Regions from separate parts of the Mus musculus genome. Here all the other regions are linked to region 3. A link is a contact called in public Micro-C and promoter capture Hi-C data. All regions are on one chromosome and are shown on one strand. Each heading gives the region's core, a stretch centred on a gene start, on an enhancer-like site or on the middle of the called end of the contact. The rest is flanking DNA. Distances are from core to core; before and after follow the strand shown. Region 1 holds the start of 3110021A11Rik (RIKEN cDNA 3110021A11 gene). Region 2 holds the start of Tuba8 (tubulin, alpha 8). Region 3 holds the start of Cecr2 (CECR2, histone acetyl-lysine reader).

Region 1 (2,903 bases), core at 291-2,790, 820 kb before region 3:
GGTCTCGGAAAACAACAAAACCAAAGAAAAAGGGGGGGGGGGGGAGACAACAGTAAGTACACCTGAAAATAAAAAAATAAAATCGATCTTCAAGAAAGCCAGATCATGTCTAATCTCACACTTGGAAGGCTGAGACAGAAGAAGAATCGGAAAAATAGGGACATCCAGATAACTCAACAGAAAAAAGTGCTTATGTCACAAGTCTAATAACCAAAGTTTGATCCCAGCCATCCACAGTGGGAGAACCAAGTCCCAAAAGCTTTGACCTTTGACCTCAAAGAGGGAGGGAGTAATCTATCGTGTGTATGCCAGGCACACACACATAATGATTAAATAAACGCAAAATGTATCAAGGTCTATTGAAAAACAAGATGTAAGAGACAGTTGCACTTTAAACGCTTAAGCAATTTCATACAGTCATCTCCAACAGAACTGTTCACAGTTCGCTCAAAGCAATCAGCCACAACCACCTGCAACTATTACTCTGAGTCCAGGGCCTTTTCTTAACGGGTCAACTCAAAAATGAAAAATGGTACAAAGAGATCAAGCACAGGAGAGGGGGTTGAGGGGGGCAAGGAAAAGAAAAGGCTGATAGCACTTTTGAGGGGCTAAGAGTAATGAGACTCACTCCTTCATGGTTGGTTGCTATAGAATGAAGTTGTCTAAACACCAACATCTTCCTTCTTGTGTGTAAAAACCTCACTCACTCGCGCTCCCAATTTACCAACCCCAAGTCAACGCAAAGGGATTCTCTTCCCTCAGCGAATTCTACTCATCTGACCAAGAAAAGAACCAAAACCCTAGAGTGGCAATGTGAGATCTGCTGCAGTAGCCCCTCCAGCTACCTCCAAGGCGACATCCATGCCTCATTTTCCATCTGAAATACAACCTTTCCTCTTCTATCTAACCAGGTTCAAAATAATAAGATCATCTTAAACATTTTACATCCGATCCACCTTGGCCGCACCCCAACTCCAGGGCTCCCCAATAGCCCCACATCATGCCTCCCACCCTCGGCTCTCGGTGGGCCAGAAGCCCCCCACCTCCCACCTCCAGCAGCGATCCTTACCGCCAGCGCCTTCGCTCCCGCCCAATCCGGGAGCTCCGCAGGGCGCGGCCGCCGGTGGGCTCGGGTGCGCTGGGGCGGGGTCCGCCCTCCCGACCTCCCCATCCTCCTCCCCACCCCCGGCCCAAAAAGGAGGGGGAGGGGTCCCCAAGCCTCACCTACAGCTCCGCCCCTCCCCAGGGGCGCTCTGCCCTGCCCAGCCAGGGCCGGGAGCGCCGAGCCGGGTAGGAAACGACAAATGCCTCGGCGCCTGCGACCTCTGGGCAGATCGAGGTTCCGCCTGACGAGCGAGCCGCTGCCGACGCGGCCGCCTTACTCTCCTCAGGGCCGCCGCTGCTGCTGCGGTTGCTGCTACTGCTTCCCGGACAGCCTGCCGCCGACACTACCACAGCCGCCGCCGCCGCCGCCACCGCCACAGCACGACCGGCGCCCGCGACGTCACCACGCCCCGCCCCCCGCGCACACCTAGCCCCACCCCCTGTCGCCCGCGCGGCGCCCTCGCCCCGCCTCCCGCTCTCCCGGGCCGCTGGGCTTTCCCTCGTCCCACTGGGAAGCGCCCCGCTACGCCGCTCCACGGGACCGCGCGCCAGGATCGACAAGTGCGGCGCTCCGAGGCCGCGAAGGTAACTGGGTGCCGAGGCAGGGTTGCGCCACACGTAGCGCCGCCCCTCACACACACACCCACACCCACACCCACGGCCGAGCGTCCACCGGGAGCCCGGGCCGCGATATTGAGCGAGGAAGGTGCGGACGAGGAGGGGCGGCGTTTGTCTCCTCCTGCTTGCCGTAGGACGTGGACTGCTGGAAGCCCCAGGAGTGGAGTGGCCTTTCCCAAACCTGGAGTCGCCCCGCCCCTTCCTTGGCAAGCCCGTTACCCGAACCCTGGGACGGCCGCCACCTTAGGAAATAAATAGCTCAGGGCTTGTCATTAGAGCCACGGCTGCCTGGACACCCTTTGTCCAAGAGAAGTTAGCTTCTCTCACCCTTGGCTTTTGCGCTGTGAGGCTGTGGAAGGCAATAATACTCTTGAGTCATCTGGGCTGTCCAAGCGGTCATGGCAAAAGACCCTCGCCTCAGTAGGTGGCTTTTTTTGCAAGGATCATTCCAGGGAGGAAGAGTGTGGGCGGAACCTGATGTCCACATGCAGTGTACTGTGCCAAATGCTTCACCGCGTTACCTTTTTTATTTAGCCCTCACACCAAGCAAGGCGAACTACAAAGCAGCTGCTACCTTATTTTAGACAGCCCAGTTTTCTGCTGCTGAATTTCAACCTTTGCCTTTTGTCAAGAGCAAGCCAAAAAAAAAAAAAAAAAAAAAATACGGAGGTGGGGGCAACACATAGTTACTAATCTTAAAAATGTAGATAAGCTATCTCTAAGCCGAAAATCCAAGGGTGGTGTGAATTACACTCATCCCCATACTCACAGCGCTTATTAAGCTAATTTGAAATGCCTTTGAGATGAGAGGAGCTAAGACTCACCGGTTTACTCATCCCTAACCTCCCACCATCATAATTAACCGGCTTACACTCTTCCTAATCCCATTAACATCTTCCCCCATCCTGTAGTATTCACGTTCATCCACCAAACTATATTTTGTCCTTTCCAGATTCTCTAATTGTTCCCTTCCAAAATGCACTTGGGTCATTACAGCTCCTTGGGCACACTAAACTGATTCCCCTTCAGTACATCTAACATATGACAGCCAATTGTTAGAGAGTGTGCAGCTAAACGGGACTATTCAGCAGCCAGAAAAGAATCTTCAAAGATTTCGTTTCTGGGGCTGGGAAGATGACTTAGTGGATACGAGCATTTGCTCTACAAGCAGGAGAACCTAA
Region 2 (2,776 bases), core at 270-2,769, 540 kb after region 3:
CCGCCATCTGACTGAGTCTCCAATTTTAAGCTATTACAGTATAAGACTGTGACCTACCTGGGTCCTTCCTCTGTGTGGGCACTGTGATGCTGCTGGCCCAGCACTTTGTCCCCAGAACTCTTCATGTGTGTTACAGCAGTGGAGGCAGTTTATCTGGAGTCCTTGGGGTAGGCAGTTCCAGCTTGGAGGCCGTGTATCAGTGGGAAGTGTTTTCAGTACTTTCTCACATGCAAAGATGATTAAAACATGTATCCTCTCCTCAAGAAACTCATAGACAAATACATGAAAGGTGAGCCAACAGAATAAACTACTACCTAGATAAGTTTTACTCTGCTGCTTCCTGAGCACAGAAGCAAAGGTGTGTCTTCATCTATGTTTGGAAACAGAGCCAACATCTGGCCACAGCAGCTCCACCTACATCTTGAAGAACTCTTAACTTCCCACAGTGACTTGTGTGGTGGGAAGTTGCCAGAGAAAAGAGGGAGGGAAGAAAAGCTGGGTTATATCTCTTAAGTATGAAGTGGCCCTTGATAGGGAATTCCATGTCGCAGTTCAGGTGTAAGAACCATCCAACCCCAACCGACTTGGAGACAAAGGGACTTGTGGAGCCTGTTAGTAATGTGGGCAACTAGAGAGGCTCTTAAGCTGAGCATGGTAGCACACACTTTGGAAGCAGAGGCAGGTGGGTGGAGCTCTGTGAGTTCCAGGCCAGCTTGGTTTACAAAGCAAGTTCCAGGACAGCCAGGGTTACAGGCTAGGTGAGCCCCTATCCTCACCCAACTAGATGGAGGGTGAAGAAATCCTTTGCTCTTCAGTGTCATCTGTGGCCACTAAGAGGAGGTCCTAACAGGGCAGAGGCAGTGAGAACCCTGATGTTCTGGGGTACATGCAAAGTGACACATTTGGGGATTACGTAGGAAAGGCTCTTGTAGGAGTGGGTCAGGAGGAGAGACTTGAGAATCATGGAGATATTCTGAGAGTATTTAAAATAGTGCTGAATCCCTGAATCTACTATGGAGGGCTTGCAGCAGATGCAGATGCAGATGCAGAGGCATACCATCTTCTGACTTCTCCAGTAACCAGGCAGGCAGTGGTGGAAGCAGAAGCGTGGGCTCTGACCACGGGCTGGTCTGATCCTGCAGGCTCTCCTGGACTGAGGTGACCGGCTAACAGATTAGTGTCTTCCCACCACACCAGCCAGTGTTGGCAGCAGGACGACTATGAACATTTGGGGGGAGAAACAAGCATTTGTTTTGGAGTATTTTTCCACTGCTTTCCAGTGGCCTCGGAGTGGATGCGGGGTTTGTATGCACACGTGTGTTGCGGTCACAGGACTGCTTCCTGGACTGCAAGGCTCAGGAGCTCAGTGGCAGCTCCGGGCATGAGAAGCAGCCAGGCTGGACTAGGGAGCCTCTGGTGGGAGGGGAGGTGCCATTGTGACCTACCCAGGTCCCTCCCCTCCGCGGGCACTGTGATGCTGCAGGGCAACTGCTGGCCCAGCATGTCTGTCTCAGGCCCCCTCCCTCGCAGTGTGTCACAACCGCGGAGGCGGCCGTATCTGGAGCAGTTGGGGTGGGCAGGCCCAGCTGGGAGGCGAGCGGGCGAAGAGAGCGGCCACGATGGTGAGACTTCCCCGCCCGGGCTGGCCCCGGACGCGCGCAGGTGCCGGGGAGAGAGCTGCGGGGCCACGGGGTAGCTGTGGGGTGGCTTTGGATCTACTGGGCTCCAAGTCTCCTGGAGGGTCTGTGGGTCAGTTCAGGGTCAAGGGTCTTGTTTCCCAGGGGTGAGAATATTTTGTAGAGAATGTAGAGAGCAGGGGCTATTGGATCCTTAAAGGGACCTAAGACCGATCTGCGCTCGCTAAAGAGAGGAGGGCGAACCTGGAGAGCTCGGTGGAGAGATACGTTAGAATCTGGGGGAGTAGCCACTCGTGGACCAGAGTGAGAAGAAATGGGATGCCGAGGGATTCTGGACAGGTGGTCTGGACCTGGGTGGCCTGGGGGAGTAGTCTCCAAACCTAATCAAAAGTGGCACGTTCCCGGGGTCATTCTCCACCCTCATCACCCGGCCATCGGCTATCGGCTTGGGTTTAGGGCAACTTCAATTCGAGCTGGGTGTTATGGACCCAAGACGTTTCCCAGGTGCCTGTCACCAGTGCTGGCTCCTCGGCCATCGGCTTGGGTTTGGGGCACCCTCAGTTTCAGCTGGGTCCAAACCAGCTTCGCAAGCGCCTGGCGCTGGAGCAGGCTCCTCACCTTTCCCGGCGGTCAAAGTCAAAAAGACTTTGGGACTCAGAAGTTTGGGACCCAGATACCAGGGGACCTAAGCCGTTTCATTTTATTTTCTATTCTGGCTTCCAGGCAGCAACTCTTCTTCATTAGTTGCTGTCTCCACTAGCGGCTGCTACCTTCACAGCCCCTCAGAGCGAGCTTTACAGCATCTCTGCCAAAGCCCCTGGGAAGCTCCCCTGCGGGGGACTAACGTTGGCCTCAATCATTGCTCTCCCGCCCCCCTCCCCCCACGCCAGGAAGCCCTGGTGTGTCCGCAGTGAAGTGGGACAGAAAGGTTAGAGTGGAGAGGGGTGGGCAGAATAAGAGTATCTCACAGGCCAAGGTCAGGTTCTCTGAGCCACTTGCTCTGGTGTCAGTGACAGAACAGCCAGGCCAGAACCTTCCTTCTCTCCTCCCCACCTCTTTTCTCCCTCCCCCATCCCCTCCGCCCTCCTTTTCCCCTCCTCCTGCCACCCCTCCTCCTCCCCTCTGGCTGTTCATTTGGG
Region 3 (2,834 bases), core at 52-2,551:
TGCCTTACAAAGACACAAGAGGTTAGTTATTAAAGTAATTAGAATAGGTGAGGGAGGAGGAACGAGCCAGGCCTCCCACTTACACATCTATCTCACAAACTCGCTCCCTATTATTCTTTCCAGGGTTGTACCTATCTAAACAGCCGAATTTGAGTGCACCTAAGGGGCGGTGTTTCTGGCGAGGTGGACTAAAGAAGCAGCCAGGACTCTTAGAGTAGAACTGCTCAAGCGCAAATGACCAATACAAATAGGCGCTACTACAACGTAGTTTTTCCAAACTTCTGGGCTATTTCGGGGGTGATTTTTTCCCCTTCCGGTTTAGACAGAATTCCACCGTCCTAAATAGCAGTTAACTTTTCTAAAGTCCGAGCACCTTCCTCTCGGAGCGTATTCCCGCAGCCCGGGCAGGTCTCCACCCCCACCCGGACACACGTCCTTAGTCTCCAGGCTCTTCCCCATCCCCCAGCCTCCCAGCCACATTGTGAGCACTCGCGCCCGCAGCAGCCGCGCTCCGCTCCGGCGAGGGCAGTCAGAGGGCTCAAAGCCAGTCTCCTCCAGGGCGGCTGCACGTGTCCGTTCCCTGGGGTGGGGGAAATTGCTCTTCCCGCTAGGCTGCTGATTGGTGCCTCCCCCCTACTCCACCCTTCCCGCCACACTCTACCCCTCCATCCTACTCGGTTCCAGCCGAACCAGCCCCACCACCTTCTTCCCTTGGAGAAGCGAGGCACTTTAGCGCTCCCTTAAGTCCCGTTCTCAGATAGGCTAATAATAGTAATAATAATAAAAATAAAAAAGCGCTAAAGAACAGGTGGAAAGCGCGTCGTTTCCCCGGGCCTCCGGTTTCCAGCGTGGACGTCCCACTCGCTCTGTCCCGCGCCACCCTCCACAGCAGTAATAACTGAAATCCCACACGTGCGCACTCCCGGAGCGAGTCCCCAGCAAGAGCACCACCCCGCGGGCCCTTTAAAAGGACTCGACCACTGAGGCCACGTGGGGGTGGGAGAGACCCTTATTGTCTTCCGTCACCAAAGTCGCCGAACTCCCCGGCCCCAAACACCTGCACGGCAGAGCGCGGCTCCCACCCGCCCGGCCGCCCGCGGGCTGCGCGCGGGCCCCTCCGCGTCACGGGCGGCCCCTCCCCGGGCGCGGCTCGCCCGCTCCCCCTCCCCCGCCCTCGGTGCAGCTGTCCGCGCAGGGGTGGGGGCGGGGTTGTTGTTGTGGTGCGCGCCGGCCCCGCCCCCTCCTCGTGGGCGGCCCCTCCTCCCAGGTTTCTGCCGGGCCCCCTCCCCACCCCCAGCCCCATCTGTTTTCCTCAGCGCTGAGTGGATTATATTGTATGGGATTGGGGGCGGCCGCACGGCCGCGGCGGGACGGGGCGAGCGCGCGGCCCCCGCCGGCTGCCCGAGCAGCGGCCGCTTGAGCGAGTCGGACCGCCGCCCCCCGCCCGGCCGCGCCTCCGCTTGAGCTCACGCCGAGCGGCGGGAGCCGCCGCGCGCTGAGTGAGAGGCGCTGCCGGCGGCCGGAGTCCGAGCGAGCGAGCGAGAGCGAGTGAGCGAGCGCGGCGGGGAGATGTGCCCGGAGGAAGGCGGCGCGGCCGGGCTGGGCGAGCTCCGCTCCTGGTGGGAAGTCCCGGCCATCGCGCACTTCTGCTCGCTCTTTCGCACGGCGTTCCGCCTGCCCGACTTCGAGATCGAGGTGAGTAGCCGGCGCTGCGCCCTTTCTCCGCGCTTCTCTGCGGGGAGTCGCGGGCCGCCGACTTGGCGCGGAGTGCGGGCGGCGAGGGGGCTCGGCGGCGGGCACGAGGCTGGCGGCCGGCACGGGCTCCCCGTGGCCCCGCGCGCTCTCGCCGGCGGGGGTCGAGCCTGCTTTTGTCGGCGCGGGACCCCGGGGCTCTCCCGGGACTTCTCGGCCGGTCTGAGGGCGAGAGTGCGCGCGCGCTCCCCGCTGGAGCCTCGGAGGCGGCGAGCAGCTGCTCAGGCGGGGACCGGGACGCGATGCGGGCTCACGCGCCGGGGGCCACAGCGGCGGGGCGGGAGCGGCCTCGGGCAGGGGCGGCGTTGCTCGGGAGACGCTCGCCCGGGTCGCACTTGGCGGACTTGCGGAGGCCCGTAACTCTCGGGCGCTTCGAGTCAACTTCGGGCGGGCGCAGATGGGGCCTGGGCTTGGGGCGTTCTCCTTGTGGGACCGCCCGTCGCTCACCGTCGCTCGGGACGCCGAGACTGTGGAGGGAAAGTTTGGGCCCCCCTCCCTTTTAAAACAGCTCCTCTACGGAGGAAGGCGCAGCCGTCCGTATTCCGGGAGCTCTCTCTCTGAGTTGATTTCGCCACCATTATTCCCCCGGGCGAGCGAGGAGGAAAGGAATGGCTTTCTGGCCAGGCCGAAGGTGCTTTCAAGACCCGAGGCTTTGTGATAACTGGACTAAAATCCGAGGGTCCTAATGACAAGGACGGTGGCGGGAGTGTGGGAAACGGAATGTATAAGATGGTCCGAAGCAGCATCCTGGCATTTATTTTTGGAAGGAATTGTGAAATACTGATTGGTTGGCAGGTTGAGTTGCTTTTTTTCCTGTCTGTAGGGACTTAATCACCCTTTTTTTTTTTTTTTTTCTTCCTTGGGACAAAGGTACAAGAAACTGTTGTTGGTCAGTTACTGTTTTCAGTTTTGTGACTGCCTTTACAATGGAAGTAATCAAAATTAAAGTAATTTATTTGGGAAGTCTGACCGTTGTGGTTGCCTCTTCACCCCCCCCCCCCCCGAATCTTGATTTTAATTTGTTGACTCTTGAGGTCTTCGCACACCTTTATTTTTTAAAGTCCGTTGTGTTTGCAGAAATA

What was found. Promoter capture Hi-C pulls out the DNA fragments that hold promoters and counts their contacts. Hi-C and Micro-C count contacts between places; a contact is called where the count stands out from the background.
Region 1: a contact with region 3 is called in a Micro-C map of embryonic stem cells, with 8 times the contacts expected there. The contact joins the promoter of 3110021A11Rik here to the promoter of Cecr2 in region 3. A contact is called at or near these places in 3 of 39 promoter capture datasets (hippocampal neurons and liver) and 1 of 484 Hi-C or Micro-C datasets (embryonic stem cells).
Region 2: a promoter capture Hi-C map of neural stem cells shows a contact between it and region 3. The contact joins the promoter of Tuba8 here to the promoter of Cecr2 in region 3.

What each region holds. Positions count from the first base shown.
Region 1 is chr6:119,846,653-119,849,555 of GRCm38.p6, forward strand. It overlaps 3110021A11Rik (RIKEN cDNA 3110021A11 gene), which reads left to right and starts at 1,541. Exons shown (of 1, transcript NR_030776.1): 1 at 1,541-2,377. It overlaps Erc1 (ELKS/RAB6-interacting/CAST family member 1), which reads right to left and starts at 1,498. Exons shown (of 21, transcript NM_053204.2): 1 at 1,225-1,498.
Region 2 is chr6:121,209,215-121,211,990 of GRCm38.p6, forward strand. It overlaps Tuba8 (tubulin, alpha 8), which reads left to right and starts at 1,520. Exons shown (of 5, transcript NM_017379.2): 1 at 1,520-1,622. The coding sequence starts at 1,620.
Region 3 is chr6:120,665,013-120,667,846 of GRCm38.p6, forward strand. It overlaps Cecr2 (CECR2, histone acetyl-lysine reader), which reads left to right and starts at 1,302. Exons shown (of 19, transcript NM_001368706.1): 1 at 1,302-1,695. The coding sequence starts at 1,570.